Regions from separate parts of the Mus musculus genome. Here region 2 is linked to region 1. Evidence: chromatin contacts called from public promoter capture Hi-C data. All regions are on one chromosome and are shown on one strand. Each heading gives the region's core, a stretch centred on a gene start, on an enhancer-like site or on the middle of the called end of the contact. The rest is flanking DNA. Distances are from core to core; before and after follow the strand shown.

Region 1 (2,824 bases), core at 77-2,576:
AAAGTACAAGACACTATAATCATTTAAATGACTGATGTATGTTCAAGAAAACATCATGTTTTAAAACTTTCATCCATTAAAAGACAGTGTCCCAGAGAAGATAGTGTGTAGAGCTAGTATCTGTTCTGGCAAGGTTGAAAGTTTCTTGAAAGTATCTGGTATAGACAGCAAGGTGGAGGGGCTGGGTGTTAGAAACAGGTTACTTTGGTCAAATGTGGGCAACAGCAGCAGAAAAGGCAATGATCAGACGCTTGTCGTTTTTAAAAGACTTTTGCAGAGAGATAAGGTAAAGTCGGTGTCTTGCATGTGAGAACAAGTTTACTCTGCCCAAAGGACATTGGACCTAAGCTGACAAATACAACTTTTTTGTTCATCCTCACGTACACATTTTAAGAATAAAGCTAAAAATATTATAAGATGCATTTGAACACTTGCTACCAAAATACCAAGTGATTTCTCAGTCCTGTGCCTTTTCAGCTTCTGAGTGTAAGAAGGGTATATGATTTGAAAGGAATGTTAAGGATAGAACAGAAGGCTAAGACCTGGAAAGGAAGACATGAGTCAAAACATTGTGACAGGAGTCCATGAATGAGTTACAACAGTGGTGATTTTAGCAGACGCAGAGATCTAGCAAGAAAAATGGAATCATTTAAAATGGAAGAAGAGAGTAACTCTATGCTTGGGAAATAGGTGGTGACTTCAAATATGTGCCAATCAGCATCTCAGAAAAATGTAACAGTCCTAGAGCTCATTACAGACTTCTAGAGTCCTAGAGCTCATTACAGACTTCTAGAGTCCTAGAGCTCATTACAGACTTCTAGAGTTCTAGAGCTCATTACAGACTTCTAGAGTCCTAGAGCTCATTACAGACTTCTAGAGTCCTAGAGCTCATTACAGACTTCTAGAGTCCTAGAGCTCATACAGACTTCTAGAGTTCTAGAGCTCATTACAGACTTCTAGAGTCCTAGAGCTCATACAGACTTCTAGAGTTGTTTTAATGTGTTATTCTGGCTTTACCCTCCTCTTTGATTTCCAAAAAGGAAACTGAGAGATGAAGTTCTTTGTGGCTCAAAGCTACATATATCTCAGCATGTCCACACTCCCAATAAACAGTCCTTTCCGGCAGTACAGTAATCAGGCTTTTATGCCACTGCTCTGCTCTGTCACCACTATTTTTTTTTTTTAATTCTCTGCTTTCGCAAAGTCTAAATTCTAGGACTCAAGTCAAAGCCCCTATTCAGGAAGAGCCCCCAGACTCACCAGCCATGAGAAAAAGCCTCAGTTCTTTCGCACCGTGAAGACAGCTTGACAGAGTAAAATGAAAGTTACTGGGCATTTCCTTAGCATAGGGAGGCGGGGACTTCCAGGAGATGTTGAAAGAGCTGCTCAGAAAGTATCAACTGCTGTGGGGAAATCCCCTGTAACTCATAAAACTGGCCTCCCTTTTCCTGAATTTTATCACTTCGTCATGGGAACAAACAAACACAACTAAAGCGGCTGCAAAAATAGAAAAAAAAAAAATTGAAGTTGTTTACCTTTGCATTTTCTCTATTCTTCAGGGCTCCAGTAAGACACAGTGCTGCTTATATTCTAGTCTGGCTTCTCAGTAACTCAACCTCTGCTTTCTAAAACATCAGTTCTAAGTCAATGAAATTTAACATATTCATTTCTACTGGAAAATTAAGCAATTGTTTCCTAATTCAAGGTACTACAGCCTTTCTATACATATTTCTACAGACTTCGTTTTTATTAGACATAGTTCAGAGCAATCCTTTTGTCCACCCTGGGTGCATTTCATTAATTGTGCAAGACAAATTTTTACTGAGAGTGATGATTACTACTACCTGTTCGTAGCCTCTTGAACAAATAGGGGCACTTGCACGGTGCAATATAATGAATGCATGATCACATGATCTGAGGAGAGAGGTATGTCAGGGGAATGGTTAGAGAAAGGGGAAAAGACAAATGCTGTGGTGTGTTCAACTTTGAGTCTTTGGGGAACGTTGGATTAAATAGGAAGGATTAGAAAGGCTCTTGTGAAAGTGTCCTTCTTCAGCTCCTCCTACAGTTAACAAATACTGCTGAGAGAATGGATAAAGTAATGCCACTATCGCCCATCTCCTCAGTGTCATACTTATCTGGTAATTGTTCCCTGGTTGTTGGTGGCACTGACTGTTTTATAGTCTCAATCAGAATGTGAAATTTTAAGGTTCATGGGCTAAGTCAATATTCTTTGATCCATGAATTTTTTAATCCATGAAGGATAATAGCACATAAAAATTGCTTTGTTCTGGTCCAGGCTTCCAGAGTAATAAGTAAACACTCCATTTTGAGATTCCATTTATTATTTTGGCTATAATGGTCCCAGTTATATTTTATATGTTTCTTCTTCTGAGCACTAAATTCTTGGAATTCAGAAACCTGTGGTGTCTATATGACTGTAGGAAAAGACAAGCAAATGATATTATAAAAGAAATAATGGCACTCAGCCAGTTCTGCATTTAAGAACCAAGTCTAAGAACTCTGCTGATGCTCTGGCTACTGAGGGATTCTGGGAGAGAGACAGTCTTTGGTGTATACCAGGCTCCAGTGGACACTCCATGGTTACACTGTGAATTCTGGTTAAACTCAGTGGGTCTCAAAAACAAACAAACAAAAAAAGATATAGGTGTTTGAATAGGAATTGTACAGAGGAGAATAATTGTAGGAATAGAAGAGTACTACAGAGTGTGTGAGGTTATAGTAATCAGAATGCATTTTACACATGTGTAAAATTTTTACAAATAAATACAATAATAAAGACATGAGTTACTCTTCTTGTGTT
Region 2 (2,849 bases), core at 47-2,546, 2.6 Mb before region 1:
TAAGTCTGATGCTAATTGGCTGAAGATGGAGGAAAGCAGACAAAGTTTCTCTGTGTAGCCTGGCTGTCCTGGAACTCACTCTGTAGATCAGGCTAGCCTAGAACTCACAAATATCCATCTACCTCTGCCTCCTGAGTGCTGGGATTAAAGGCATGCATCACCACTGCCTGGCAAGAGTCAAGTTTTTACAAGAACATTGATATAGCTAAGCACCTTCCCTTGAAAGAGAAAAAGCTAAAAGAAGGAATTTTGTTTTTCTAGATTTATTCATCCTGTTTATAAAACAAAATTTGACAAGGAAAAACTAAACAAAAATACAAGAAAAAAAAAACCACTAAAACAGATCAGGACAAAAAAAACAAAACAAAACAAAAACCCCAGACTTTTAAAAAAACATATTTTTAAAGATTTATTATTATATGTAAGTGCACTGTAGCTATCTTCAGACACACCAGCAGAGGGAGTCAGATTTTATTACAGAGGGTTGTAAGCCATGTGGTTGCTGGGATTTGAACTCAGGCCTTTGGAAGAGCAGTCAGTGCTCTTAACTGCTGAGCCATCTCTCTAACCCTTTCAAAATATTTTTTAAAACGTATTTATATATTAAATATGTGTACAGGTGTTTTGCCTCACGCCTGTGCGAATACAGGTGCAGTGCCTGAAGAGGCCAGAAGGCCGCAATGGATCTCCTGGAACTGGAGTTACAGATGTCTGTGAGCCATCTTGTGAATGCTGGGAGCAGAACCTTGGTCCTCTACCAGAGCAGCAAGTACTTTTAATTGCTTAGCCACGTCTCCGGCCCACAATCACACCTTTCAAATACAAGAATCAGTGTGGTTCTAGCATTTTTAAAAAACAAAGTCTTACTATGTAGCCCAGGCTGGCCTGGAACTCACAGAGATCCTCCTGCCTCGGCCTTCTGAGTGCTGGGATTAAAGGCATTTGCTGCTACCCGCAGCTGTAGTTCTGATCTTTGAAATAATAAAAATAACCTGAAATTGAGATCCATACGTGTTTTGTTTTGTTTGTTTGTTTGTTTTTAACAAATGTTCCTTTCAGCTCTCTTTCTTGATAAAAACAAAAAGTGAAACCAGAGACTTTTACAGAGTTACTCGGGTTTTTTTCCTCCTAACGTCTTACTTTTTTAACTTAGCAGTTATATTCCGGACAGTTGTGGCTCTTTTTTTACAGTGAAGGACTTGGAGGCTGCAGGAGGGAAGCGCGGTGAGGGTGGGGTGGGGATAGGCCTCTTAAGGCGGAACTCACAGGCTGCACATCTGTTTTCAATGTTTTGTAAGAGCCAAGAGCCTTCAAGTAAAAACTTTCAGTAAATGACACGAAGAGGAGCTGGGTCCAGGAAGTCACGCACAGAAGAGCCACGGAAATCCCCAGCCAGGGTGGCCACCAAGGGTGAGGAGGAAGTGCGTCTGGTTTTCACCCTGGAGTTCCCCGGAGCCCTGGAGGAAAGCACCGCAGGTCTGAGCAGCCCTGAGCCGGGCAGGGTGGGGGCAGTGGCTAAGGCCTAGCTGGGGACGATTTAAAGGTATCGCGCCACCCAGCCACACCCCACAGGCCAGGCGAGGGTGCCACCCCCGGAGATCAGAGGTCATTGCTGGCGTTCAGAGCCTAGGAAGTGGGCTGCGGTGAGTACGCGCGCGCGTGGGGATCCAGCCAGGGTCCCCGTAGTGGCTCGAGGATCACCGGGGTGACTAGATCCGAAGGAGAACCTGCAAAACCCGTTTCTATGCATCGGTGGTCCTGCGGGAGGGCGACCTACAGGTTGGCCACGCTGACCCTGGCTGCCCCCCCTCCCCCCACCCCCTCCCCGCTTGCGGGAGCTCGACTTTCTGAGTCTTTTCCGGTCTCTGACTTTCTGAGTGAGGCGTAGGTGCCGAGAAGTTGCATTTTAATTAGGCTGCTGCGGGAGGCATCTGGGAGACTTGACACAGTGAGAACTCTGGCGTCTAAGGATGAGCTTGTGGAAAGCTCATGGTTGTTTTCTTGGTGGCCAGCTCAGGAAAACACTACAGCTCTTTCTTTTTTTTTGGGGGGGGGGGGGTGTTTCGAGACAGGGTTTCTCTGTGTAGCTCTGGCTGTCCTGGAACTCATTCTGTAGACCAGGCTGGCCTCGAACTTAGAAATCTGCCTACCTCTGCCTTCCAAGTGCTTGGATTAAAGGAGTGATGGGTGTGTCAGAGACCATTTCACACTATAGCTGACTGGGGCTTTGAACTTCGGAAAAATCCTCCTGCCTTAACCCCTTCAGTGCTGGGATTATAGGCCTGAGTCACTGTACTCAATTTCTCAGCAGTGCTCTTAATCTAGCCGGTAAATCTCTGGAGTCGTTTCTGTCTGCCCCAAGCCAGGTTCTGATCATCCGTTGTAAAAAGCAGGTGCCATTACTATCCCCTTTTCGCACCTAGGAAACTGAGGCACGAGTGGCTTTTCTTAGTCTCACTATGGAGCACTGGTTGGGCTGGAACTGGATAAGTAAACAGGCTGGCTTTGAACTCAAGGAAACACTGACGTCTACCCACCTCTGCCTCCAGGGTAATGGGATTAGGGGCGTGTCTGGCCACTTGGTGGTTTTCTTGCCCAACATTACACTGTTGGTGGAAAAGGGACTGACTCTCTTGAAATCCTGTGATGTGAGACTCCAGAGCATGGGAGTAAATTGCCACGAGGTCAAGTTAGCAGTAATAGGGGGAAATTAACAAATGAAAGTGCCATGAACATGCTGGGCACAGCCAGCTGTGCTAAGAAATTCTTCCATGCCAGTGTTTGCTGGGGTTAGTAGTGCAGGTCTGTAATCTTAGCACTTGGGAGGTGGAGGCTGAAGGATCAGGTGT

What was found. Capture Hi-C pulls out chosen DNA fragments and counts their contacts.
Region 2: a contact with region 1 is called in a promoter capture Hi-C map of liver, with 2.3 times the contacts expected there. The contact joins the promoter of Birc3 here to the promoter of Casp4 in region 1.

What each region holds. Positions count from the first base shown.
Region 1 is chr9:5,307,351-5,310,174 of GRCm38.p6, reverse strand. It overlaps Casp4 (caspase 4, apoptosis-related cysteine peptidase), which reads right to left and starts at 1,326. Exons shown (of 9, transcript NM_007609.3): 1 at 1,261-1,326. The coding sequence starts at 1,267.
Region 2 is chr9:7,871,617-7,874,465 of GRCm38.p6, reverse strand. Birc3 (baculoviral IAP repeat-containing 3) reads left to right here and starts at 1,296. Exons shown (of 9, transcript NM_007464.3): 1 at 1,296-1,643.